Regions from separate parts of the Mus musculus genome. Here all the other regions are linked to region 1. Evidence: chromatin contacts called from public HiChIP or PLAC-seq and promoter capture Hi-C data. All regions are on one chromosome and are shown on one strand. The core of a region is the stretch at or near the end of the contact, and the rest is flanking DNA. Distances in the headings are between cores, read along the strand shown.

Region 1 (4,223 bases), core at 497-2,996:
AGATCAGACTCTATGGGTCCCCTTCTCCTAAGCGGGGGCTTGCCTGGGCTTTAGGGTCTAGTCTGAGGTGTATACAGTGAGCTAAATGCATCTTCCCAGTGGGTGATGAACCTCCACATCCCAACCAAGCCATATACAAAGGCAAAGTCACCAGGTTGGCTCATACACTCATGGGTCCCCAAGGCCAGGCCACCAGACACGGGGGGGGGGGGGGGGGGGGGTCCTTCTGCTAAGCCACCTAACCACAGCCTACCTCTCCATGCCATCACCAATGAGTTCCTCTCCATCCTCTTCTTCCTCCATGGGCCCCTCTGTGCCCAGCAGCCCCTCAGACTCATCTTCAAATGGGGGGAGGTCTCTGCCAGGGCTGGAGGTCAGGGCGTCAGCACGTCTGGAGCTGCGGCCTGGGCTGGAGGTGAGGGGATCACTGATCCGGCGCCGCTGACGGGCAGGGCTAGATGCTGAGAGAGACTCAGAAGACTCCTGTAGGAGAAAAAGTCTGCCATCAGACACTGGAGGGACACAGGCTGACAGCCTCCTGGTTACCATGGGGCCTTCCCACAGTCTGTCTCCTGTACACTAGGCATTGTTCTCAGGGACATATTAGTCCCTCAGATCTGTCCATGTCTGTCTTATGAAAAACCTCGGGGGCTATGTAGTTTTTTTTAAAAACCTGTTTATAATCTATTTTCACACCCCACTTAGCCCAAACCCCACAATATGCTGGGTGCTGAAACAAGAGGTGAAGATAAAAGAGGCATCAAGGAACACTATTCTAGAAGTGAATGGTGGAAAGAACAGATCTTTAACCTTTAATGAAAACGCTAACAGTAAGAGTAGGGAAGCCGAGCCAGGCAGTGGTGGTGCACGCCTTTAATCCCAGCACTTGGGAGGCAGAGGCAGGTAGATTTCCGAGTTCGAGGCCAGCCTGGTCTACAAAGTGAGTTCCAGGATAGCCAGGGCTATACAGAGAAACCCTGTCTCGAAAAAACCAAAAAAAAAAAAAAAACCAAAAAACCAAAAAACCAAAAAACCAAAAAAAAAAAAAAAAAAAAAAACAAAACAGAGTAGGAAAGCCGGGCCTGATGTCACAGGCATGAAATCCAAAATACCTAGAGGCTGAAGCCTGATGATCGCCAAGTTCAAGGCTAACCCGCACTACAGAGCGAGTTCAACCCCAGCCTGGGTTACTTAGTGGGACCCTTTCTACTTTCTTTCTTTTTGAGGAAGGGTTTCTCTGTGCAGTTTGGCTGCCCTGGAACTCACTCTGTAAAACTCAAAGACCCGCTTGCCTGTAACCCCCTAGTGCTGGGATTAAAGGCATACGCCTCCCCGGCCCAGCTATGAGACTCTCAAGAGAGAAGGGATGCACGCAGCTACGTGGTAGCCGGCTTTCCCTACATGCGCGGGGCTCTGGGTTCCATTTCCTGCAGCCTCACCACCATAAGTGCGTGTAAACCCGGGGCCTAGAGACACATGAGGAGAGCAGAGACGACCCGTCCCAGACTGGTGCAGGTAGCCCCGCACTCAAGCCTGCCACTAGAGGAAGATACCGGCCAAGCTAGCCGAGATCGCTGAATACCGCCCGCCCGGGATCAGCCCATTCCTCACCGCCATGTCTGCGCTAGCTCCACCGCACCAGCTGCCACCGGTTTTCGCGCGAAAACTAGACCACGTGACCCGCCCATGCCCGGGAAGCGCCGGGAGGACTCAGACGTCACTACGTCCTCGTCAATCTAGAGCGGAAGGAGGGCTAGAATGTTTGGGCACGCCCACACCAGAAAGCCCCGCCCCGCTCCCCGCCCACAGCTTTCAAAAGGCTGAGCCCTCGCCTCCTGCACACCTAGGCTTAACCCTTCAGCGTTTACCACGCTAAGGCAAGGAAGCGGGACTTTGGGTCACTAGTGGCTCTGAGGACCAATCCGGCCTTCTAGAGTGTGACCTAGGTATCTAAGTGTCGGTATGGCCACTTGTTGCAACTGAGACTGTTTCCTGATTTCTTTTTTTTTTTTTTTTTTGGTTTTTCGAGGCTGGGGTTTCTCTGTGTAGCCCTAGCTGTCCTGGAACTCACTCTGTAGACCAGGCTGGCCTCGAACTCAGAAATCTGCCTGCCTCAGCCTCCCAAGTGCTGGGATTAAGGGCGTGGGCCACCACTGCCCAGCTTGTTTTCTGATTTCTTCCTGATTTGGCATCAACCTCTCCCAAAGCACTGAGGTTCAATCCTTCAAGCACCCAGGCTGCTGTGGGCTTTTATCAAAGTGGGAATCAATTGTACTTGGCTGCAGTTGGCAAAGGTATGGGGAGGATGTTCCAGGTGAAAAGGGCCTGGTGCGTGATGCAGTACAGCGAAGGCTGGGAGTATATAGGGATTACCACTCCCTTGGTTCAAAGCTTGTAATGCCCAGGAAAGGTGGGAGAGTTCAGACTGCAGATTAGCAGTCTGTCTAGGAGTTGGAGCTCTGTCCTGACATGAGGTCACCTGAGGGATCTGTTAAATCGAGGTGTAGGATGAATCAGTAGCTACCACCTGACGAGGTGGGCAGAGACAGGCTGAGTGCTTCCAGTGAGAGGCCTGCTACTGTTCCTACAGTCTTAGGCATCTGGTTCTCAGCTACTGGGCAGGATGTGACTTCTGCTGTATGCACAGCATCAATAATCCCACACAGAACCTAGTGTAGGGCAGAGAGGAAATCAGGAAGGACGCTCAGAAAGGGGGATCTGCAGGCTTTATAGTACAAGAGATACCCCAAGGTGCTAAAGGGTATCTTAGGGAGATGGGCTAGTATGACCTCTGAGACAGGAATCCACACCCTCTTGTCTGCTGGATGCCACTGTGGTACCCAGAGCTGCTATCGATGCAGGAAGGTACTGCATCTATATGCCAGAGACTCAAAAATAAATAAATAAAAAATAGAAAGCATATTATGCCACCATAATAGGATATGTTCTTTGAAAAGCTGACTGTGTCCACCATAAGCCCCTAGGCCCCTACAAGTTCCAATGATATGACAAGCACCCAATTCTTAAAAAAAAAAAAAACAAAAAACAACTTATCTTCCTCCTTTATAGAATCTCTCATTACTGGTCTGCCATTCCATGCTTACCCATCCTTACTAGCAGGGTGTCATGGACAAGATAAACCAGAGCCACATTCTGTGAAGAGTCCAAGTAGCCTGGGCCTTGCTAGACCTGGTGACAACGGAGAGGGGTAGAGTCACCACAGGCCTGGAAGGACCCTGCAGGTGGGTAATCCCTTTACTGTAATGGGATAGAAAGAGGTGTGGTTTGTAATTTTGAAAGATCAGAACAGCGAGTGAGATTGACATAGGGAGGGTCCCAGTGTCCCAAACATGCTTTAGGTTCCCAAGATGGGCACAGCTGTCCATACCCTGCACTGGTGCAAGCCAGGAACACTACCTGACCGATCCCCATTCATGTGACTTCCTGGATGCCACACTGTCCTGTATGCAGAGGCCACAGTGATGGAGGAGCAACTGCCTCTGCTGCCAGAGGGAAAGAGGCATTCGATGACCTCCATCACTCAGCAAATGCCGTAAAAATCTCCCAGACATCACACATGGAGCCCCGAATTCCAGAGGGTCAAGTGCAGAGTGACATACTGTTACTGTTCTTCTGAGACATAGCCCTGGCTAGCCTCAAACTTGAGACGATAGTTCTTTATTTTTATTTTTATTTATTTATTTATTTATTTATTTATTTCAGAGACAGGGTTTCTCTGTGTAGCCCTGGCTGTCCTGGAACTCACTCTGTAGACCAGGCTGGCCTCGAACTCAGAAATTCGCCTGCCTCTGCCTCCCAAGTGCTGGGATTAAAGGTGTGTGAGACAATATTTCTGTCTCAGCCTCAAGAGCACTGGGATTACAAACATATCATCCCACCACACCCCGTTTGCTTAGTCCCTAGGCCCTTGTGATTGACAGTGGGGTTTGGGGACAGGTGCTGGAGAAAAGGCTTAGTGGTTATGAGCATGGTTAGAAGCCCTGAGTTCAATTCCTGTGGCCTTTTTGACACCTGGAGGTCAAGGAGGGCCTAGGACATGTATTTTGCTATTATTCCTAAACAGGGCACTGTATTCTCTTGGCAGGAAGTTGGGAGCTCTTGATGGTTTTCAGGGTGGCTGTTACAGACCTTGTAGGCGCAGGCAGGCACAGCCAGCTTCTGTGACTAAGACCAAAATGGACAAATGGGACTAACCTGGAAGT
Region 2 (4,587 bases), core at 718-3,217, 1.6 Mb after region 1:
GAAGCTAAGATTTGGTGACTCTTCCCACCTCTCTCCACTAAATTCATCAAGGCAGGGTCTCTTGCCAAACCCAGAGCTCACAGATTTCAGCTGGTCCAGCGGGCAGCTTGCTCTAGGAATCCTGCCTCCTCTGCCCTCTGTGTCCTAAAATTACAGACAGCTTCAAGACCTACCTGACCTTTACATGATGCTGGGGATGCAAATTCTAGTCCTGGGCTGGGAACACATAGAAATTTCTGCTATGCCACTTACATTCTCCGTAGGAGACAAGAGTTTACAGAATAAAATAAAAACTTCTAATACATTAGAAAATAGTAAGTCTCCAGAACTGTTAAACTGGATAGGAAAATGGGGGGTGGGGGATGCAGCAGGGAGCAGGGGGCAAATGCAGGCTCCCTTGAAGATGCCACTTGAGTGAAGGAGGGAGCCATGGGAATGTTGGGAAGGGAATCATACTCAGACAAACAGCATGTACAAAGGTCCTGAGCTTGCGCCTGGCAGGTTAACCTGAGAAAGAGAGGTCATGGAACAAAGGGACCCAAAAGAGACTGAGGAAGGCTGAGAGAATGGGGTTATATATACTTCCTGTGAGTGAGCTGGGAGCCCTGGGAAGGTTCTGAAGCAAGGATGCCTAATGTGACTCAGGTTTAGGCAGAATGTCCTAGGTTGGCCATGGCTTCTAGACAGCTGGGGCATCTTCCCTGTGGACTGAGGCCGCTCAGCTACACTGTTGCTTTCAAGCTTCTGATCTTTGACTGCACTTCTCCCTGGGGGTGGGAGACATTGGACAGACAGAGTGTGAGGAATGCAGAGCCCAGGGTAGGCAGGGCTATGGAGAAGTGTGCTGGCCCAGCCTGACCCTGCCCTCCCTTGACAAGATAGGATCAATCAACTTTATGGACTAGCCAACCCCACCTGCTCTGCGTGCTAGCCCTGGCTAGCTATTCACTGGCTGTAGAATACTGGGGAAGACTCAGACTGGGCCTATGATCAATCAGAACGTTGATGACCATCTTGTGCTAAGCACAGACTCCTTCCGTGCTCTGGCTAAGACTCAGTTTAACTGCTGGATCATGGGCACTCACCTGGAGAATCCTCAGATCCTTATTTAAGGGATCTGGCTAAAAATCCTGGCCCCAACAGGGACGGCTTGGAGAAGCAAGGGGAAAGGCTGGCCACCTCGCAGTGTCAGGTAGGAAGCGCCAGGAAGGAAGGTCTGTCCAAATGTCCTGGGTATTAAGAAGCAGGGGAAAGACAAGACAGACCTGGCTGTGCCTGGCCCTCTATCTGCTTGGCTAAGAAGGCCCACGCTCGCTCTCAGCGGGTTTTTTCACGCCGCCCGGGTTTGAAGCCAGGCAGTGTAGGCTAAAGTGCACAGCAGGGTACCCAGCACTCTCTGCTCACGTGTTTTCTTGGGCTTCACTTTCCTCATTAAACCGGTGCAAAAGCTGTCTATGATGGCTTGGGACTGCAATCTGGAACTCCCTCTGCAGATCAGAAGCACCCTGCAGTCTTTGGGGAGGTGCCGCCACTGGTGGTGGTCAGCAAACCTCCGCAGTTTGTCAGTCGCAGAAGTCTAGGGTAGCGCAGTGAGCGTCCATTCCCGTGAGTAACCATGACCGCTGGAGGAAAGACCAGATGTATTTTTACAATTGGTCCCTTTAGACACGGTCCCTACTAGATCGGGCCTTGTTAGGAATGCGGAGGGGGTTGCAGGGACGATTCCGCTCCCGAGGTCCCACGTGGTCTGCACTTCGGGACTCTGCGGGCTTTCAGTGGATTCTAGAACCCGTCTCACGTGCGCATCGGAGGACCCAGTGCAGATCCACGAAGAGACCGGAGAGCGCGTGGGCAGCGGGAGGGTGCGGCCGAGGCGGGGCGGGGGCGCGTGACGCGCGGCGCTAGCCAATGGGGCGCGCGCCCGAGGCCGAGCCTCCTGCGAGCCTTCGCGGCGCCCGCGGCGTCACGTGAGCGGCCGGAGAGCGGGGAGAGCGGCGAGCGGCGAGCGCCCAGCTCGGCCGCAGGGAGTGCGGGCTGCGGCCAGGAGCGCTGGACGCGCGGCCGCATACGGAGCCGGGCCGCACGCGCGAGGCCGCGCCAGGCGACGCGGAGTCCAGGTGGGAGACGCGCGATGTACCGCGGCCGCGTGGGTCCTCCCTTGGGGATCACGGGCCGTCCCCTGGCGCGCGCTGTAGGAACCACGCGCGGAGGCCCGGGAAATGAGGGGACCCCGGAAATGCGGGGACCCCCGTGAGCGCGCCGGGCCTGCAAAGGGCAAATCCGGTGTGCGCAGCTTCTGCCCGCGGAGCCCACGCGCGTCCGTGGCACTCCTGGACCTGCGCTCCCATATGGCGGGGCCTGGAGACCAAGGGGCGGAGAGGTTACTGTCGGTCACTGTTGCGGTGGCCTAAGAGGGGACGCGAAGGGGGTCACTGGGCGGAGGGTAAGGTACTCTCCGAAGCTGTGCGCCAGAGTCCGAGCCACCTCCTTCCCACGTACTTCACACCCACGGGTGGGCACCCACGCGCGGGCACCTGGCGGACACCCGCACGGCTGCACTGCGCCCAGCACACGCAATCACACGACACAAACTCACACCCATTTGCGCGTACCCGCAGCGTGCGCTTATGTTCCGTATCCCCACGCAGAGTCCTCAGGCCCCTCTGAACAAACATTACCGGAGGGACCGCTGAGGGTAGCAGCCGCAGGGGGCAGGTCATCCCTCTTGGAAACATTCTCCCCTGGAGGGCACAGGGGAGGTTTGCTACCACGGTATGGGAAGGTGAAATCTCAAATGTTTGACTGAGTCCTTCAGATATTGCCCCCGACCATGGGGAGTCCCCGCCGCCCTACAGGTGCGAGAATGGCAGTAACTTTGGGGCCTTCGGACTCCTCAGGGAGAAGACTCTTATTTTGAAGACCGGCCCCCATTCGCCACCCCCGTGATTTGCACGCTGACCCAATGGCTAGCCCTTGGCCGGCTCTCGGCTTGTTATCAATTACATGTTGTTCCTACAGCCGCTGTGTCCCCGGGAGGATAAACAGCAGGCCTGGCCGGCTAAGAGAGGGGGCGGAGTCCAGCGGCCTGCCGGGGACCGTGCCCAGAACAGGGTGCCCCCTCCCCCTGCACGCAGCCTGCGCCTCTGGCTACGCCACGTGCTGCTGTTTTTCTGGGACCGGCTTGATCGCTGGCACTTGGGCTTTCAAGTCCTGGGTCCAGGAAGTCCTGGATCCCCTGGGCCTTCAGTACTTCAGTGTCCCCAGGGTTGCTCAGCACTGTTTTAAGATCCTGTGTTATAACCGGTTAGGGCCACTCCACTCCTGCATTTACTCCTGGATTCTGGAAACATTCAGCAAAGGCTAGGTCTGGTTTTGACTCTAGATCTAGCCCTGTAGTGAACAGTCAAGACTGCTTGTATTCTGGTGGGGCTTGAGCATACAAGACAGTTTTCACAGTGATACCTGACCGTGAAGAATATAATCCTGGTGGCTTGTCCAAGGTGGGAGTGGCTTCTGAGTTGAGATTTAAATAATGAGCTCCCATCTGGAATGCTAAGAGAGCCAGGACTTCCACAAAGGGGGCCATTGGCGCCAAAGCCAGGGCTCAGTAGGGTGATCCAGGCCTGGAACAGTTAGAGGGGCAGTTTGGGCGCGGGCAGGGCCCTAGTACTCTGAGTCCTGGAAGAATCTGAAACATTTTGGGGGGAGGGGCTCCTTCCGATGTAATTCTATTTTGTCACCCTACTTTCTTACCTGTTCTCCCTCTCCCTCCTTCTGTGTTTCAGTGGGATCCCACGTGGTTGCCTTTGAATTTATGATTCTCTGGCCTCAGCCTCCTGAGTGCCATGATTATAGGCATGAGTCACTATGCCCACCCAAATTGCTGCTCACTTTCATATCAGACCTCCGTTTCTATCGGTTCAAAAATCGATACCACAATCTCCTTTGAAAGCGTGTGACCGATCGACTGATCGCTCAGTGTTGTAGTGTGTCCGTCTCCAGTCACATCTCATTGCAGGAGATCTTAGGTGGTCCTTTTCTGGGTCCTGGGACACCATGTTCCCTGCATTTGTGTGACCGTTCAGACATTAGTAAGTGCTCAGTATACATGAGTTCACTGAGTGTGCAGTGACTAGGAGCCAGATGGTACCAGCAGTACCCAGATGTGTACACAGAGAAGTTATGCCATTTGCCTGAGGTTGCACAGCTGATAGCTGTAGGGTGGATGAGATGGGGTTGGGAGAATGGAATGGGTGGGCTCTGCCCTTCTGGCGCTTCATACCCTCCCAGACCCTGCTTTGGTAAAGAGTGTATTTTAGAACACATTCCCAGTTTTAAATCCTAAACTGAGTATTTAAACTCAGATTGCCTCTTGGCAAGATTACCTTTGGTCTCAGATCTTGCCTCTGTTCTCTACAGCAAGAGAGAAACTTATGGAGCACAGAGACATAGAACAGTTGGGGAGACTAAGGCACACGGTAGCGGGATGACTGGCTTTTCGGCAGCTGGTCAGTACCGGGTGCTAGGCTGTAGAGTGGACCTGAAGTCAGGTGGACAGGATGCAGCCTGAGCATCCTCCCCATCAGT
Region 3 (4,291 bases), core at 781-3,280, 1.5 Mb after region 1:
AGGGATATACCACCGTTCACGGGAAAGGCAGGGGTGGGAGGGCATTTTTTATTATGTGGGGGAAAAGACAAGCTGTAGACTCATGTTTCTGCTCAGATGTGAACAGAGCTCGCTTGGAGATGGCTCTGAGCATCACTGTGGTGTCCGGGGAGATGTTGGAGGTAGGCTTTCCAATAGGTTTGGACTATGGAGGACTTGCCCTAAAAACACATTTTTTTTAAGCAGAAGAAAAAAGAAAAAGAAAAGAGGTGGCTCTGATTTGAAAGCTGAAGGGAGCAGACAATGCAGGAATGATAACACTGTCCACCTCACAGTTTCCTAGTGTGAGCACTGACAAGCATCCATGTCACTTGACCTGGGGACCAGCCAGCTCTCCTCCTCTAGACTCAGCCTAGCAGCCACAGCAGAAAAGAAGTAGAGAGGCTTGCTTTTACAGTGGCATCTCTCCCTACCTGCTACTGTCTACTATGTGTTCTTTCAAGTTCATGCACGGAAGTCCGTATCCCCACAGTACCTCAAAATGCAGCCTTGTTTGTAAATAAAGGCCATTGCAGATGTGTTTAGGAAAGCTGAGAACATTCTAGCATACACCCAAGTTCACAGTGATAAGAAGGACGACACTGGGGCACAGACACACACTGGAGGAACTCTATGGAAGAGCAAAGGCAGAAGTGGGTGGCGCCCTTAAGGCCAAGGGCAGTCAGGATGCCAAGTGCCCAACAGAAGGCAGAGGCACCTGGGTCAGACTCTCCACAAACCTCAGAAGGCACCAGCCCTGTGCTCCTTTTTCTCATGGCAGTCAAAGCTGTGCAACAGGCTTCTACCAGCTAAGCCATGAAGCCCTAGGTGGGGTTCTGCATCACGATAGCCACAGGAAAAGCATGCACAGTGTTGCTTTAGAACTACGTCAGTATTTGAGTGAGTTTACACCAAACTGTCCCAGGGTTCCTTTTGCCCTCCAGGAGCCCCCACCCAGCTCAGTACTTACTGTCTTCAACCATTTTCACGGAGAACCTAGAGGACCGTGCCTTGAACGCCATGGCTGAGGACCAACCGGTGTGCAAAGCTTGGCCTTAGCTGAAGCAGATTCTCGCCTGGAGAGTGACACAGTACTTGAGAGGATGGTTCCCCCAAACCCACAGCCCACTTTGAACTGAGTGACTTGCATTTCCACTATGTGGACTAACACTGCCTATTCCCTGTATCCAGGTTTAATGGAATCTACTATTCCCCTCCTGGGCAAGGCTGGCCCATATCTTCCTGTTCTCGGAACACACCAGCTTTGGTCTGCCTGGAGCCTCTGGGGAGCCTCTCACCTAGGTGAGGTTGGAAGGGTGAGGGGCGGGACTTCTCCCTTTAAAACTGGGCTCAGATGTCACTCTGAGAGACCTTCCTGCACCAATGCATGTAATGACCCTTCGTTTTCTTCTTTACAAGGTCAAGTGGTTACCTCTTACAAGACTTTTATTGCATATGTCTTCCAGAATGCAATCTGCACGGAAGCAAGCCCTCTGTTCCACCTGTTAGAGCTCCCGACGCTATGCTATGCTAGGTTCCCTTCAAAATGAAGTGAGTTTTCCTGTTTGCAGAAGCTCAACTAGTGTTCCAAATCTCAACGAAGCAGGGCCGAGGGTGGAGCCCAGGATTGCTTGCAGTCTGAGCATCTCTACCTCAGCCAAAACACTACCAGAGAATCCTGCCTCCTAACACCCCAGCTTCTCTTGGCACACCACACCCTGGGGCAAGAATGCAGCAGCAAGGGAATGGACCAGTGCTTAAATGGGGCCTGTCATAGATAAAGTGGAAAAGAGCACCGAAGGACGCAAAGCCTTGCAAGGGACCCAATAGAGTATTTGATCTCGGACCAGAGCCCCACAGCCACCCCGCTGGAGCCCACCCCCAAGCCCCCTGGCCCAGCCCCGCGCGCACCAACCAGCCGCGTGCACTCAGCTTGCTCCGAAGCCTCGGTCGGCAATTCTCCAGTCTTCTGGTCCTGAACTGCGTTTGCGACGCCAAGGCAACTATTCTCACAGGAGCTGTGATGTCATAAAGCCCCGGAGGCGGGCCCGGGCACACTGGGCGGGCTGGCGGGCCGGCGGGCGCGGAGTACTGTGCAGGACTGTGGCAGCTAAAGAGCAGAAGACACGGACTCAGGGAAGGGACAACGACTAGAAGCAGAGCGATCCGGGTTGTTGCAACCCTGCAACCCGGGGACAGGGTACGTTTGCCCAGCGCACTAGCTTCTTTCACCCCCAGATTCTCCTGCCCATCCGTAAAGGATTTTGTTGCAGCTAGGGCACAGACAACAGCCTGGCTCTTCAGAGAATATTTAGGAGTCTTGGGGCCGGGGAGGACGACGGTAAAACAGTCTACAGGCTAGGAATGTGCCAAAGACAGTCTCCCTTAGCTCCTGGCGCTACTCAGGGTCGCTGGCGCCACCCAGTGGGTGGAGAGATAGAACCAAGGCAAGAAGGCCAGGGGTAGGAGTGTAGAAGGATCCTGGAATGGGTCAGGGACCCTTGAATCACCAAAGGGACAGTATCCCGCAGGGCAGTCCAGCGCTGGGCATGGGGGAGCCAGGAAGAAAGGGTGGGCCCTGCATATGTGGTTTGTTGGTTTTGTTTGTTTGTTTGTTTGTTTGTTTGTTTGTTTGTTTTTTATGCAGCTAGTGTTAAATACTCTTTGCAAGCAAGTGGCTCCCTGCCTGGTGTTGGAGGAGGGCCCTTACACTGTGGTCTAGAATTCCCAATATTCTGGCCTCAGCTTCCCAGTAGGCTGTCAAAATAGCCAGACAAACTACAAAACAAAACAAAAATAATAGGAAGAAAGAAAGGAAGAAGAAAGAAGAAGGAAGAAGGAAAGAAAAAGAGAGAAAGAGAGAAGGAAGGAAGAGAAAGAGAGAGAGAGGGAGGGAGGGAGGGAGGGAGGGAGGGAGGGAGGGAGGGAGGAAAGAAGGAAGGAAGGAAGGAAGGAAGGAAGGAAGGAAGGAAGGAAGGAAGGAAGGAAGAACAACAGTAAAACCTGCACCAGGTTTGGAGTGCTTATTTATTCAACCAGTCAAGCAAATATTTCAGAAATCATTCATCTTTCACACCACGAGGGCTTTTACGAATTTAGAAAAATAAGCCACCAAAAGAGAACAAATGAGGGTGCTACCATTCCTGGTGTTAGCACACCTGTCCTGAGTCCCCGGTGAACCCTCACAGGGTGTCCTTTAAGCCAGGTATTGTTCTCAGCGCAGATCCATTCAGTACTTACTACCATCCTGATGACTAGGTCCGGTTCTGAACCACCACCCCTCAGCATGAGGAACCAATGTGAGCCTAAGATCCTAGAAGAAAGGCACACTGTGTTCAACATTGTACAAGCCAGAGTGATCGGTGAAACCTCAAAGACTGCGGAGAGTTGGAATGCTGCAAATCTAGAGCCAAAATTATCTGAGGTAATACTAGCCCTCGAAACAGCCACTGTGATTGACAGAACATTCTTGTAACTGTTACATAACTCTTCTCGGAATGTTCACACCTCTAACTTCTACCAACACAAAGGCCGAGAATGTCCTCAGATGGCATCTGAGGCCCACAGCAGAGAGCTCCACACCCTTCCTTGTAACCCAAGTCTGTGTTCCTCGGCCATAGCCGCTCAGTGTTTGGCTAGTTACTTCCTGTGAAGCAGAGCTGGTTTTACGTCAACACCGGTGAAGGCAGTTACCCAGACACGCTCCAACTCCCACCTCTTGTGGATCTTATGCATTATTCAAAACGATGTGTCTCGTACCAGAGATCGGGGAAGCCTGGAGGCGTGCTCGGTAAAGACGATAAGCTTTCTGCTGTGCCTCTTGGTTCCTCGGAAGGTTAGAGAAGAGATCATCTAGAAGATGTGGCATGGTATGGAAATTTAAACAAATTTTTACTTACGGGGTGGGAGAGCTCAGAGGACAACTTAGGGGAGTGGATTCTCTTTCCACCCTGTGGCTTCCTGGGATCAAACTCAGGTTAGCAGGCTTGGTGACAAATGCCTTTGCCTGCTGAGATCTTTAATCTTAGTCTAACATTTGATGATGAAAGCTTATTTTAAAAATTAAGGAGATGGTGTGTAGTAAGGCCACTGTAGCTGTCCCTGCAAAAGCCCTCTATGTGGTGGCCTGGGTCCTCCTACAAATCTCTTTCCAAGCCGGGCGTGGTGGCACACGCCTTTAATCCCAGCACTCGGGAGGCAGAGGCTGGCAGATTTCTGAGTTCGAGGCCAGCCTGGACTAACAAAGTGAGTTCCAGGACAGCCAGGGCTATAC
Region 4 (4,267 bases), core at 390-2,889, 1.6 Mb after region 1:
AGGGCCAAGAAGCAGGAGTGGGTGGGTAGGGGAGCAGGGCAGAGGGAGGGTACGTTCGGGATAGCATTTGAAATGTATGTAAAGAAAATATTTAATAATAAATAAATTAATTAATTAAAAAAAAAAGAAAGCAGGCTGAGCAAGCCATGGGGAACAGGCCATAAGCAGCACGCCTCCACGGTCTCTGCATCAGCTCCTGCTTCCAGGCTCCTATCCTGTTTGAGTTCCTATCCTGACTTCCTTTGATGATGAACACTGATGTGGATGTATAAGCCAAATAAACCGTCTCCTCCCTGAGTTGTTTTGGTAATGATTTGCACCAGTAGCAGCCTAAGCCACCTTCTGCCTGAAATTCTCTTGGCCATACCAAGCCTGTTCCTCTTTTTTTCCCCAGCTCAACAAAAGGCCGTGAACCCACAAGCCGTTTTAGTATTTGCTCCAGTGTTCCTGCTGACTCTGCCTTCAAAATCTCTTCTCAAGCAGGCCTGTCTCATCATCTTCATTACTAACTATTCACACAGAGAAAAGACATCTGAGCCCCTAAATCTCAAGTTAGCTCACTCTTTGCAACCCAGTGGGCCCTGGCCCTTTCCCCATGGCCCACTCTCCCGTCCTGCTGCCACCTGCATGACCGCTCACACATTGCCCTGTGTGCTGCTCCACCCCGCACCTCCTTCCTGTTCCATGTGTGATTTTCCTAGAAGTTTCCAGGAGTGAGAAGATGGCCATAAAACTTGGTAACCCAGAGGCTGAGATGGGTTCACACAGGAACCCCTGCTTTGTCCATAGCAGTAGAACTTCTACCCATACATGAGGGTAAGTGGGAGCAAAGCCCTGTGCAATCCTGGGTAGCTGTGCACAGTGAGCCATTAACTAATGTGGATCCAGCAGGGCAGAATGGAGTCTGCTCTGAATGCTGGGCAGTCTGGGGCAGGAGAGAAGAGTCAAACTTCTGGGTGGAATTGAAGACTAGGGGGCAGGGGACAGCAGGCCCAGAGGAGCAGGAAGAGTAAAGTCTTTATGTGGTTTTTAGGGTATAGAACAGCAGTTCTCAACCTGTAGGTGCTGACCCCTTTGCCACACTCTGTCGATGATTCATAAGAGTCGCAAAATTACAGTGATGACATAGCAATGAAAATAATTTTATGGTTGGGGTCACCACAACATGAGGATCTGTATCAAAGGATCACAGAATTAGGAAGGCCAAGAAGCACTGGTATATAGAGGGAATGAATCAGGACTTTCAGTGCTGAGACCCAGTTCTTCTTTTGTGAGACTGAGCTAAGCACACAACAGTGGTTAGGGTGTTGACCAGCATCTTAGAGCCAGGGACCGTGGGTCCCTTAAGGGAGGTTCCCATGCGCAGACTGATTGTGGTGATTGAGTCTCAAGTGGGGGACAGAGGCTCCAGAGCAAGCTGGAGTTTGTGTTGGCTCCACACCAAACAGTGCCTCTTTCTGTAGCCCCAGTAAAGCTCATACAAGGGGCTATAGAGGAAACAGACAGGGGGGGGGGGGCGGACTAAGGAAAGAAGAAAGCACACACAACAAGTAGCTGGCAAGAACACCCCTGTCCCACCACAGCAGAATCCCTGAGGGATGACAGGAGCTAAGCCTTAGCCTCAGGAAGGGCAGGGCCTCTTCAAAGCATTCTCTCTTTGACACTTTGGTAGCCCAGGACTCAGGCCCTCCTTCGCGCCAGCCTGAGCTCAAAGGCGCTCTGTCTCCCCCCCAGGCCTGGGGTTGAGAGCCAGGCTCAAGATAATGAAGTAAGTGAGCTGGGGGCACCCATTTGGAGCCTCTCTTTCTCTGGGAAAAGGCAAAGGGGCCATTACAGGGAGGCAGACTTATCAAGTTCACACAGACTGCGAGTGACTCAGCCTCCCAGCTGGGAAACTGGGACTCTCTCCACAGCTCCCAATACTACCCTAAGTCTTCCCACTGCTTCACTGGCCACAGAGGAAACCCTGGCCCCAACTAAAGGAAGGGGACTAAGAGTTTTGGTGACAGAGGTGTCATACAAGAGTCCAGAAGGAAAAGCATGGTAAAGAACATTTTACCCCATTTTCCTCACAAAAGGAGAATGTGGACACTTAAATATCTCAAGGAAAAATAATTTTCTAAAGAACTGTCAAGTACCCAAGATACTTAAAATGTAAATAATGTAGAACCCAAGAAATCTCACTTCCCAGCAAAACAAATATAGCAGAATATGAAAATAATCCCCTGTGACAAAATTAAAGACCACTAAAGAATGTGGCATGAATCATTACAAAATTGATCAATGTAACTCACTAGATTACTAGGCACAGTGAGAAACAGACAATTGTGTTTATGAAACAAAGACAATTCTTATCAAAGCCAGTCATGTTCCCGCTGCATATAAAGAGTCCCCGTGGGCCCAAGGGTTGCAGCCTGGATCTCCAGCTGTGGATGCTATTTTGGGAGGTGGTAGAAATACTAGGAGTCAGGGCCTAAAAGCAGGAAGTAGGTCACTGGGGGCATGCCCTTGGGCTGCATCCTGTCCTGGCTTCTCTGTTCTCCTTCCCTGACTACCATGAAGTCAGCTCCCATCCACACCACCAGGTTAGACCCACCTCACTTCAGCCCCAGAAAGTGCAACCAAGAGGCTGCTCAGTCTTCCGACAGTAGAATCCAAGGTCTCTTCTTTCATGTTCCCAGGCCCGGTATTTTGTCACGTGATAGAAACCTGCCTGGGACAACTAGGAGTCTGTCCTACCCCACAGAAATAAGTTTGTGGGCATGCATTCAAAGTTTTGAACTTGATCGTGCAGGGGCTTGAAGCATACTTCCACCCATTACACTATGGGGTGGGGGGAGGTCAGAACAACACGCAGAACAGTACAGGTAGCTCTGGACTTGATCCAGTCCCGTCTCCTAGCTGTGGGTTAGTCTCCTTTAGTGCTCACCATGCTCCAGCTTCTTTAACCTTGGGTCACGATGGAACTTGGTCTTCAGTGTTACCAGGAGGACCAAACCACCTTAACGTGTGCAAAGGTTTTGCCTTGTAAAACAGCTCAGTGATTGGTCAGCATTCAATGGAGTCACGTTCCTTCTGGTACAGAAAAAATTTCCTGTCTAATCTTCATAGTGTATCAGAGATCCTAACCAATGATGTTGCCTAGAAACTATCAGAGATATAAACATTAGCAGTAGAGGTGAGGATCATTTTTCCAGGGGGATGCTTTCCTCCTCTTCTTCCTCCTCCTCCCCCTCCTCCCCCTCCTCCTCCTCTCCTTCGTCCTTTCCTTCCCCTTCTCTTCCTCCTCTCCTTCCTCCTCTCCTTCCTCCTCCTCTTCTTCCTCCTTTCCTTCTTCCTCCTCCTCCTTCTCCCTCTTCTCCTCCTCCTCCTCCTTCTCCCTCTTCTCCTCCTCCTCCTCCTCTTCTTCTTCCTCCTCCTCCTCCTTCTTCCAGAGTTAGGGATCAACTAGTGAAAACTACTAAAGCTAAGAAATGTTCAGCAGGAGTGGGAGAGAAGGCTCAGTGATTAAGATTGCTTTCTGCTCTTTCAGAGGACCTGGGTTTGGTTCCCAGCACAACTGTGGCAGTTCACACCCATCTATAACTTCAGTTCTAGGGCATATAATGCTCTCTTCAGACCTCCATGGCCACTGTACATGCATGGTATACAGAGATAAGTGCAGACAAAGCACACATAAAATAAAATTTTAAATTATCTTAGAAGTGTTCCGTAAGTTCAAAAGATTCCTTCTAAAATACCAATAAACATAAGACAAAAGGAGAGGGGATGTAAGTTCTGCTCCAGTGACAACAAAGCACAGAAATGAGCTGAGAAATAACTGAACGTAGGCAGGTGAGGCAGCTGGTGAATATGCTGGTCACCAAACCTTGTGACCCAAGTCTAAACCCCAGAACCCATATGAAAGGAGAGAGCCGACTCCTGAAAGTTATCCCCTGTCTTCCACATGTGACATAGCACACACATACACACCCAAACAAACAGACAAACAAGTGTAAAAAGTAAATATGAAACCCTGGTTGGTTGTGTGGAATGCAATTTTAAAGACTTTGTTGAGACAGATCTCATCTTAAGTTGAGACACATACACATTTTTAAACACCAGCATCTAGGCAGAGATACAGATGAGATCCCAAGACCCAGGGGTTAGAAAACCCCACGCCTAATCCCACCTTCAGCAACCTAGAGACGGCAGGACATATCCTCAACAGGTGCAGCATTTCCACAGCCTCCTTGAGGTCTGTAGCCCCCCCCCCCATGCGCATGCG
Region 5 (4,087 bases), core at 220-2,719, 1.0 Mb before region 1:
ACTAGGAGCAAATGGCTAACAAATTTGCAAATTTAAAATTAATCCATTGTCATAAGTCTCTCCAGAATTGGGTCAAGCAACAGGAAATGGTAATTTTTATCACATAAAACTACATCTGGGGGTAAATTGGGGATATAACTTAATTCCCTTTTACTTTAATGCAGTCAGATTGAGTGTCGTGGTTTCTTGTCTATTTTGTGTCTTCAAGAATATTGCAAAAACCTAACCAGCCGATTGCTGTGCAATGTCTCCTTTTCCAAGACCCCCACCCCCACCCCAGATGTAGTCACTTCCTCTGAAAGTGCCTGGTGGCCGAGGCCATGTGCTTGACATGTGGCAACAGGCAAAAGGCTTCACCTATAAAATCAACACCTAAACCCAAGTGAGAACGATTAAACCGTCCTAAAACAGGTTTTCACGGTAATGAAAAATCTAGATTGATCTTTGCCAACTCTACTTCCGAGGCTTTCTTGTAATTTATATCCATTTAATCCGAGAAATATTGGCAAGGACTTCTGCCACCCTGATGGCCTTAAAGGCCTGACAACCTACGGGTCCTATCCACCCGGTTCCCGCTCCATTAAAAAAAAAAAGGGGGGGGGGGGGTGAGGGACCTAAGACTTGACTCTCATCGATCCAGGGAAAGGTGGTTTCTTTTGACTAACGATGTCGAATAAGCTGCTTAAGAATACGAACTACAAGAAATCAGGAGTTTGAATAAAGGTCGCCAGTACAGAGAACCGAATCCAGACTCCCAAGCCTTACAGCGGCGTGCGCGGGCTTCGTCACAGGCCAGGTCCTGAGGCCCCGCAGCCGCTGGCACATGGCCCGCCAGGCCTCCACCGGGCGCTCGGCCTGGGGACCTCCACCTCGACCAGGCTCTCGCCCCCGCCACACCGCCCCGTTCCAGGAGTTCCCGCCACACTGGCCCTCGGCGCTAGGCCCGCGCGCGACTCTCCTCGCCTCGGCCCCAAGGGCGCCGGGCCTCGTCGCCACACGGATGAGGCCTGCGTGGCCCTCGGGGCCAAGAGAGGGCCCCACGCTCCAGCCCTAGTGCCAGCGCCGCAGGACGGACAGGACGCCCGCCACAGTACGGCGGGCCAGAAACTGGAGCCGAGACGCCGCTCGGGCCGAGCCCCGCGCCTGACGCAGCAGGGCGCAGGCCGAGGTGCGGCCGCCATCGCGCCTCGCAGTTCCGGCCCTCCGTCCGTCTCGGCCGCACCAACCCCGCCACCTCCGTTGCGCAGGCTACACCCTCGCCTCTCACCTTCGGCGTCTGAGCTGCCCACAGCGGAGGAGACTCGGACGAAGAACCAAGAAGGCGACTCGCAAAGCAGCGGCTGTTTATTTTCAGGGTCCTTGCCTGCGCCACACGCGGGTCTGCACACGGCCCCACACACGCCGCTGCGCACGGCTCTCCTCCGCCTCGCCCACGGATCCAATCAGCGCAGGAAGCCAGGCCAGCCAATCAGAATCGCCCGCTGGGAGCGCGGCCTCGCGCGAGGGCGGCAGGGGCGGGGCGGACTGCTCCACGCCCAGCCTCTTCCGGCCCGCAGCGCTCGCGGCCTTCCCGCCCGTACCTGGGTTCCGTGTCTACGATGAGTGGTTCGCTGCTTTCCTACTAGCAGTTCGTCCCTCGAACCTTTGCTGGTTCTCTCCAGCCTACGGGGCTGATCCGGGCAGTGGTCGCAGCTTGCGGGAGCCAATCTCCCCCTGCCCGGCCTCCCCTAAGCCTGGTGGGGCTCAGAAGCAGACCAGGTTCCAATACACACACACTTAGGTTTGGGGGAAGGTCTTAGTGGCCTGATCATAGAAGCGGCTGTGGCTACCGTTACGGTCCATGAGATGCGTTTGGGTTTTGTGTTTCCTGGGTATAAACCGACAGCGCGCTGCTAGTGCCCCTGGCTTGCAATAGCCCCAAATGAAAATGCCTAATGAGGTTGAAGATGGTGACAGGTGATTTGTGTCACAACACTTCTTGTGACCCATAATGAATGACATCCCTAGGATTTGTGGATGAGAGGAGGCCAAGAAAGTTATTGCCTGGGCTGCCCCATTCAGGAGTGACCGTCGTTTGCATTTCATGGTGTCTCCAAAATAGATTGTGTGTGTAGTCATAGGTCCTCAAAGCAGAAGATAAATTTTTCCTGTAAGTCCTGGGTTTGATTCCCTAGCGTTACCACACACCCTGAAGACAATTTCTATATAAACTAAAGCATTCTAGAACTCTGTCCCGTTTTAATGATTTTTTTAATACAAACATGAAGAATCTGGAAATCTCAAGTCTCTTGAGTTCTAAAAAGTACTAAAATTTGTCTAGATTTTAGTTTCCGCTAGCGACTTACTCTTTAAACTTACACATGGGCCTGCAGAAATGACTTAGAAGTTGAGAGCAGCCAGGCGTGGTGGTGCATACCTTTAGTCGCTTGCACTTGAGAAGTAGAGGCAGTAGGATCTCTTGTCAGTCCAAGTTCATCTAATCTACATAACAAGTCCCAGGTCAGCCATAGCTACATAGTAAGACCTTTGGGCTGTAGATATGGTTTAGAAGAGCATTTGTCTCGCACAAGACTCTAGATTCCATTTCAACAGAAGAACAAAATGTTCAACCATAGTCAGACCCAGTCTCAAAATAAGCAAAAAAAAACAAAAACAAAAAACAAAAAAAAAAAAAAAACACCAGCAACAACACATGCTGCTATTGAAGAGAACCAGAATTCAGTTCCCAACACCTATATCCTACTAACAACTACATATAACTCCAGGTCCAGAGGATCTAATGTCCTCTAACTTAGGAGGTGCACATAAATATACCCAGCCACATACACATAAATCTTTGTTGTTGTTCTCGTTGTTTGAGGCAGGGTCTCTACATGGCCCTGGCCATCCTGCAACTCACTACTCATAGACCATGCTGATCTTGAACTCACAGAGCGTTGCAGATAAAGCAACTGCAGACAAGCAGCATCTTCATAAATTCTAGCAGTGAGTATGTATAAGGCAAAGCTATATATGAAGCCCCTACTGCTTCAAAACACGAGAACCCTAAACTGCTTTTTGCTTTTAAGACAGGATCTCACTATGTAGTCTTGCCTGGCCTCGAACTCAAAGATATCTGCCTGCCTTTACCTCTTTCTACTAGAATTAAAGGTGCATGACATCATACCAGTCTAAATTAATAATTTTTTGACTTGTTCCTAATTTACCATTTTAAGCACAATCACACATAAACTGTTTGATCTTTCTTTTAGGCCCAGGGATGGAATGTTTCTTATATTAAAAATTGCTTTGAAACTGGGCGTGGTGGTGTGACAACTGATGACTCTTCACTTGGCGCCCAACATTCTCTAATTATCACTATTCATGGAACCAGACTGGCCATGAGGCACTGTGATAGTTGGCAAGGAGATCTATAATGGAAGTTAACTTGTAGTTACTGAATATGTCCACCCATTTCACACAAAATGTTTAAAAATAAGGCAGAAAAACAAAACAAAACAAAACAGCTTTACCAAAAGCTGAGCTGTGGGTCAACCAAGACGGTTCACCAAGTAACATTGTCACTGCCTGGTTTCACAGCCTGGGCTTGATCTCTGAACCCAGATGTGAGAAGGAAAGAATGGATGCTCCTCCGCCCCCAACTTGTCCTCTGACCTCTATACACATGGGATAGCACATTTCCAAATATACACAAGCGTATACATACAAAAATATATAAATAAAGTATATTTTTTTAAGTTAAGCTGTCAATGATGCTGAAGAAATAGACTCCTGCTCTAGTCTCTGCCCTTGGGATGTGTTTTACCCATCCTCCATGCCTGTTCAATGTTAGGCATTGTGCGTAGTGTCACCTGGGTTACAAAGGTATTCAGTTATCCTCTAGACCTTGCTCTTGAAGAACTTGCCGGTTAGCAGGGGCCATAAGAAAGTACTGAATGTTGAAGAGAGGACCAGCGCTATGACTCAGCAGGATTCAGTCCTTAAAACAGGTCACAGTAGAGCAGCTACACTTGCCAACTCTCCATTTCCCATTCAGTGCCCAGCTGCATAGCACATGCCTTAGATTCTGCTGTCAGACTAGGATGAT
Region 6 (4,133 bases), core at 1,555-4,054, 1.5 Mb after region 1:
CAGAGACCTCACAGATGTAGAGTCATATAGCACTTATCCTTCTGTGATTGATTTACTCACCCATTGTGTCATGTCCTTGAGTTCTTCCATGTGGCAGCATATAGCAGAATGCCCTTCCACAAACTCTGTATGATGAACCACATTTGCTTAGCCCTTCAGCCACTGAAGGGCTTGTGGGTTCCTGTAAATCCTGCTGTGAGCCAGATGTGCATGTATCTACCCATGGCCTTTCTTTCAGCTCTTGGGTCGGCATCTAGAACTCTAACTATGGGGATCACATTATAATTCTATCTTTAAGTTTTAAATGAACTATCAAAACATTTTCTATAGTAGGAAAATAGTGTCTAAATCTAGAATTTAATTTCTAAAATACTTGTTTGTGGTCTAAAACACTCACTAGAGTCATTGAGCTGAATCAGTGCTTAAAGGCACCTGCTACCATGCCCAATGACCTGAGTTAAACCCCCAATCTACACAGTGGAAGGAGTGAACTGTTGTTAAGTTGTCCTATGTGTGCGCACATGCACACACACACACACACACACACACACACACACACACGCCTAACTACAAACTCGATAGTGCCAAAGGGAACCTACTCAAAAACCCCTTTCTCCACCTCACCATGGAGGTGGCATCAAGGATCTTTCTAGAAAAGAAATTTCACTTTCATTTCACTTCCTGGAGCCCCTTTAATACTCAAATCATATTTTTTATATTTTCCCTTTCTAAGCTTGCTATGCTTATTCAACCCGCTCTTCATGAGACTTAACCAGAGAACAAAATCTAAAATGGGCATTTCTGAGACTTTGTCAATGCACTTAATCTGAATCTCTTCACCTTAGCCTTAGGCAGACTCTTCAGACAAGGGCAAAAAGCAGCCTCGTTCTTCACCAAAATACTACAAAAACAGTCTCTAGGCCACATATTGAGGTCTTCTCCCCTAAAACCTCTTGGGCCAAGTCTGCACAGTTGAAATCACTCACAGCAACAACATCTTCCCTATTCCTACTAGGATAGCTCATTAAACTCCATTTAAAGCATTACACGGCTTTCCAAATCCAAAGTCCCCAAATCCACATTCTTCCAAACAAAACCATGGCAACACCTATCACAGTAACACCCCAGGCCCTGGTACCAATTTCTGTCTTAGTTAGGTCTTTACTGCTGTAAACAGACACTATGACCAAGGCAACTCTTATAAGGACAACATTTGATTGGAGCTGGCTTACGGGTTCAGAGCTTCAGTCTATTATCAACAAGGCAGGAACATGGCAGCATCCAGGCAGGCATGGTACAGGTGGAGCAGAGAGTTCTACATCTTCATCTGAAGACTGCTAGCAGAATACTGACTTCCAGGCAGCTAGGAGGAGGGTCTTATAGCCCACACCCACAGTGACACACCTACTCCAATACCTTCTAATAGTGCCACTTCCTGGCTCGAGCATATCCAAACCATCACAGAGTGCATAAGCACATATACAGACAGGTAAGGTTTTTCACAAACAGATGTGCTATTTCTGTGCTCATTTTTTAAATGTATTTTTAATAGAAGCATACAGACGTGTCATTGCTGTCATTTGTTGTCAGTAGCTTTTGTATATCAGATGTGCTGTTCAATCAACACTTTTAATGCCAAAAACTTTTGCTCCTTGGAGAACCCATCCCTATTAGAGGCTAGCCCTAATTCCCCATCTCCCACTAATCTACTGTCTGTATAACTTAGCTCTTCTAGACATTTCATATAAATGGCATTATAGCACATTCTCTTTTGTGGCTGAAATATTTTTCATAGGTTTGGTCATGACATAACTTGCAAAACTCTGTAATTGCTCAAAAATATTCCACTGTATGAATATATATTCATCTGACAATGAACACTTGCATTGTTTCCCCTGGCGAGTTGTTGTAACAAAGATTACTATAAGCATGCAAGTAGTTTTTGTGTAGACATATTTCCATCCCTCTTCAGGGAGACACAGGGGGAGGGAGATACCCTTGCATTTTAAGGGGCAAATTGGTGGGAAATGGGGGTAAACCAGTGTAGGTGCAAATGGCAGGTTGGCAAAGTTTTAATAGTATTTGAACTTTCAGAAGACTAAAGCCTGACCTACAGAAAACAGGCTGGAGGCAGAAAGGACTGGAATGGGTGGGGGCGGGGAGACAGTTGGGTAAAGGTGGAGCGGAAGACAGGTTCCTTAGCTATTTGAGAACCTAGGAGTGAAATAAGTTTGAATTTGAGTGGTGATGACAGGAGTGGTGTGATTCCAGATGAATCCGTATGAGACAAGGGGGATTGTGGAATTCAGGGAACAACCAGCAACTTAGAAGGCAGACATATATCAAGGAAACACGGAATGTCTTTAGTGGTTTAGGTAGGGATCCCATCAGGACCTGCTACAGGGCAAATCAGGTCGGTGGCACAGTAGCAGCAGATAGACGCGCTCTTCGGCGAGGTCATAGAGAGATGACAAGCAAAGTGGAGAGGTTCAAAGCCTGAGTGTCAGTTCTGGATCATGTGGCCACAGGTAAACTTGACTTGTTTCCTTACACTTGGCAATCACAGGTTGAATTAGCTCGTATTTTCAAAGTACAGAGGGCACAGGAACTCTTAAGAAACGCAATCAGTTTTCATTCCTTTGCGCTACCCAGATGCAAAAGTAGGAGCCCAAATCTGAAGACCCTCTTTTTCCAAGTTGGGACTCCAAGCACAAGACAAGTTGGAGGCTCCGCCCCTGCTCCAGCCCCTGGGCTTCCTCGTGACTACAGTCCCGACAGCCCTCGCGCGCCACGCCCACGCCCACGGCTCCTGCGCACGCGCAGCTCGAGATGCGACTCTGGGCTGTAGTCTAAGCTCAGCTTTGACAGAGGCTCCCGGGGGGCGGACCCTAGGTGTCGCGCGCATGCCTGGCAGGGCTGGGCAGCTCTTCTCCGGTGGCTGCGGTTCGGACGCCTCAGCTGGGCCTAAGATGGACCTCCCGGCGGTGCTGGCCGCCCCGGCCACGCGCGGAGACCAACATGGCGGTGGCCCGAGCCGACTTCGCCGCGGCGCGGGGCCGTCCCTCGGTGCCGGTCCCGGGCGCCGTCGCCTGCTGCTGCTGAGGGGCCCGGAAGATGGCGGGCCCGGGCCGCGTCCAGAGGAGGCCCCGGGGCCCAGCCCGCCGCCCCCGGAGGACGGCGGCGACTCCTTCGTGGTACTGCTGGAAGTGCCGCGCGCGGCCGACACCCATGGTCAGGAGGAGGCCGAGCCCGATTCGGGCGCGAGCCCCACGGAACAGGTCCCGGCCGCCGCCCCCGGCGCAGCTCTGGCAGGCACGGTCACCATCCACAACCAGGACCTCCTGGTGCGCTTCGACCGCGGCGTCTTCACGCTGGCTGCGGCGCCCGCGCCAGCCGCCCCGAGCCTGCATCCCGCGACCACCCCGGGCCTGGAGCCCTCGAGCGCTGCTGCGTCCCGCCGCGGGCCGGTGGCCGCTAGCGCTGGCTCCCCGGCCTACCGCTGTCCGGAGCCGCAGTGCGCGCTGAGCTTCGCCAAGAAGCACCAGTTGAAGGTGCACCTGCTGACGCACGGCAGCCTCCAGGGCCGGCGGCCCTTCAAGTGCCCGCTGGATGGCTGCGGCTGGGCCTTCACCACCTCCTACAAGCTCAAACGGCACCTGCAGTCGCATGACAAGCTGCGTCCCTTTAGCTGCCCGGTGGGCGGCTGCGGCAAGAAGTTCACCACCGTCTACAACCTCAAGGCGCACATGAAGGGCCACGAGCAGGAGAGCTTGTTCAAGTGCGAGGTGTGCGCCGAGCGCTTCCCCACACACGCCAAGCTCAACTCCCACCAGCGCAGCCACTTCGAGCCCGAGCGGCCTTACAAGTGTGATTTCCCCGGTAAGCTGGAGACGCGGACCTGCCGGGGCGGGCGGGACCCGGCGGGGTCTGGACCCAAGGGCCAAACTGTCGCTTGTTTGGGCAGGGTTTGCGGAGGTCGGGGTGGAGGCGTTACGCGCCCTGATCTAAATGAGAATAAGGCAAAAACACTCCCGTGTTTGTTTTGAAGTCCCTTTCAGGTACTTAGATATGAAGCTCTGGGTTCCTACAGCCAAGTGGCATGCACAATCGCAGCTATCCGTGGGGAGGGTACA

Evidence for each region. Promoter capture Hi-C pulls out the DNA fragments that hold promoters and counts their contacts. HiChIP or PLAC-seq counts read pairs in DNA pulled down with a chosen protein or histone mark.
Region 2: a contact with region 1 is called in a promoter capture Hi-C map of embryonic stem cells, with 3 times the contacts expected there. The contact joins the promoter of Klf15 here to the promoter of Mcm2 in region 1. A contact is called at or near these places in 10 of 39 promoter capture datasets (3T3-L1-derived adipocytes, cranial neural crest, embryonic stem cells and 4 more), 1 of 115 datasets of contacts at active chromatin or transcription factors (embryonic stem cells) and 1 of 9 other capture datasets (pancreatic islet).
Region 3: a promoter capture Hi-C map of liver shows a contact between it and region 1, with 4 times the contacts expected there. The contact joins the promoter of Cfap100 here to the promoter of Mcm2 in region 1. A contact is called at or near these places in 6 of 39 promoter capture datasets (the 3T3-L1 cell line, cranial neural crest, embryonic stem cells and 2 more) and 3 of 115 datasets of contacts at active chromatin or transcription factors (embryonic forebrain, embryonic stem cells and kidney).
Region 4: a contact with region 1 is called in a promoter capture Hi-C map of hippocampal neurons, with 4 times the contacts expected there. The contact joins the enhancer-like site here to the promoter of Mcm2 in region 1. A contact is called at or near these places in 6 of 39 promoter capture datasets (the 3T3-L1 cell line, 3T3-L1-derived adipocytes, cranial neural crest and 3 more) and 3 of 115 datasets of contacts at active chromatin or transcription factors (astrocytes, embryonic forebrain and pancreatic cancer cells).
Region 5: an H3K27ac HiChIP or PLAC-seq map of thymic regulatory T cells shows a contact between it and region 1, with 5 times the contacts expected there. The contact joins the promoter of Cnbp here to the promoter of Mcm2 in region 1. A contact is called at or near these places in 17 of 39 promoter capture datasets (the 3T3-L1 cell line, 3T3-L1-derived adipocytes, the C10 cell line and 13 more), 1 of 484 Hi-C or Micro-C datasets (neutrophils), 4 of 115 datasets of contacts at active chromatin or transcription factors (cardiomyocytes, embryonic stem cells, extraembryonic endoderm stem cells and 1 more) and 1 of 9 other capture datasets (embryonic stem cells).
Region 6: a promoter capture Hi-C map of liver shows a contact between it and region 1, with 2.8 times the contacts expected there. The contact joins the promoter of Zxdc here to the promoter of Mcm2 in region 1. A contact is called at or near these places in 11 of 39 promoter capture datasets (the 3T3-L1 cell line, 3T3-L1-derived adipocytes, the HPC-7 cell line and 7 more), 1 of 484 Hi-C or Micro-C datasets (embryonic stem cells), 1 of 115 datasets of contacts at active chromatin or transcription factors (astrocytes) and 2 of 9 other capture datasets (liver and pancreatic islet).

The regions. Positions count from the first base shown.
Region 1 is chr6:88,897,034-88,901,256 of GRCm38.p6, forward strand. Mcm2 (minichromosome maintenance complex component 2) reads right to left here and starts at 1,747. Exons shown (of 16, transcript NM_008564.2): 1 at 1,612-1,747; 2 at 254-483. The coding sequence starts at 1,617.
Region 2 is chr6:90,460,609-90,465,195 of GRCm38.p6, forward strand. It overlaps Klf15 (Kruppel-like factor 15), which reads left to right and starts at 1,968. Exons shown (of 3, transcript NM_023184.4): 1 at 1,968-2,117.
Region 3 is chr6:90,426,450-90,430,740 of GRCm38.p6, forward strand. It overlaps Cfap100 (cilia and flagella associated protein 100), which reads right to left and starts at 2,031. Exons shown (of 17, transcript NM_173775.3): 1 at 1,930-2,031; 2 at 989-1,094. The coding sequence starts at 1,040.
Region 4 is chr6:90,493,967-90,498,233 of GRCm38.p6, forward strand. No RefSeq gene overlaps it. Among named protein-coding and RNA genes, the nearest start is that of Klf15, 34 kb to the left of the region's middle. Within about 2 kb of position 1,640, at least 48 of the 459 cell types and tissues checked have an H3K27ac peak or open chromatin away from gene starts, as enhancers often do. A contact at or near this core is called in astrocytes, where this site is marked.
Region 5 is chr6:87,849,637-87,853,723 of GRCm38.p6, forward strand. It overlaps Cnbp (cellular nucleic acid binding protein), which reads right to left and starts at 1,470. Exons shown (of 5, transcript NM_001347325.1): 1 at 1,268-1,470. Gm44064 (WAS/WASL-interacting protein family member 2) reads left to right here. Exons shown (of 2, transcript XM_030255689.1): 2 at 724-2,677. The coding sequence ends at 1,602.
Region 6 is chr6:90,366,690-90,370,822 of GRCm38.p6, forward strand. Zxdc (ZXD family zinc finger C) reads left to right here and starts at 2,805. Exons shown (of 10, transcript NM_173002.3): 1 at 2,805-3,879. The coding sequence starts at 2,970.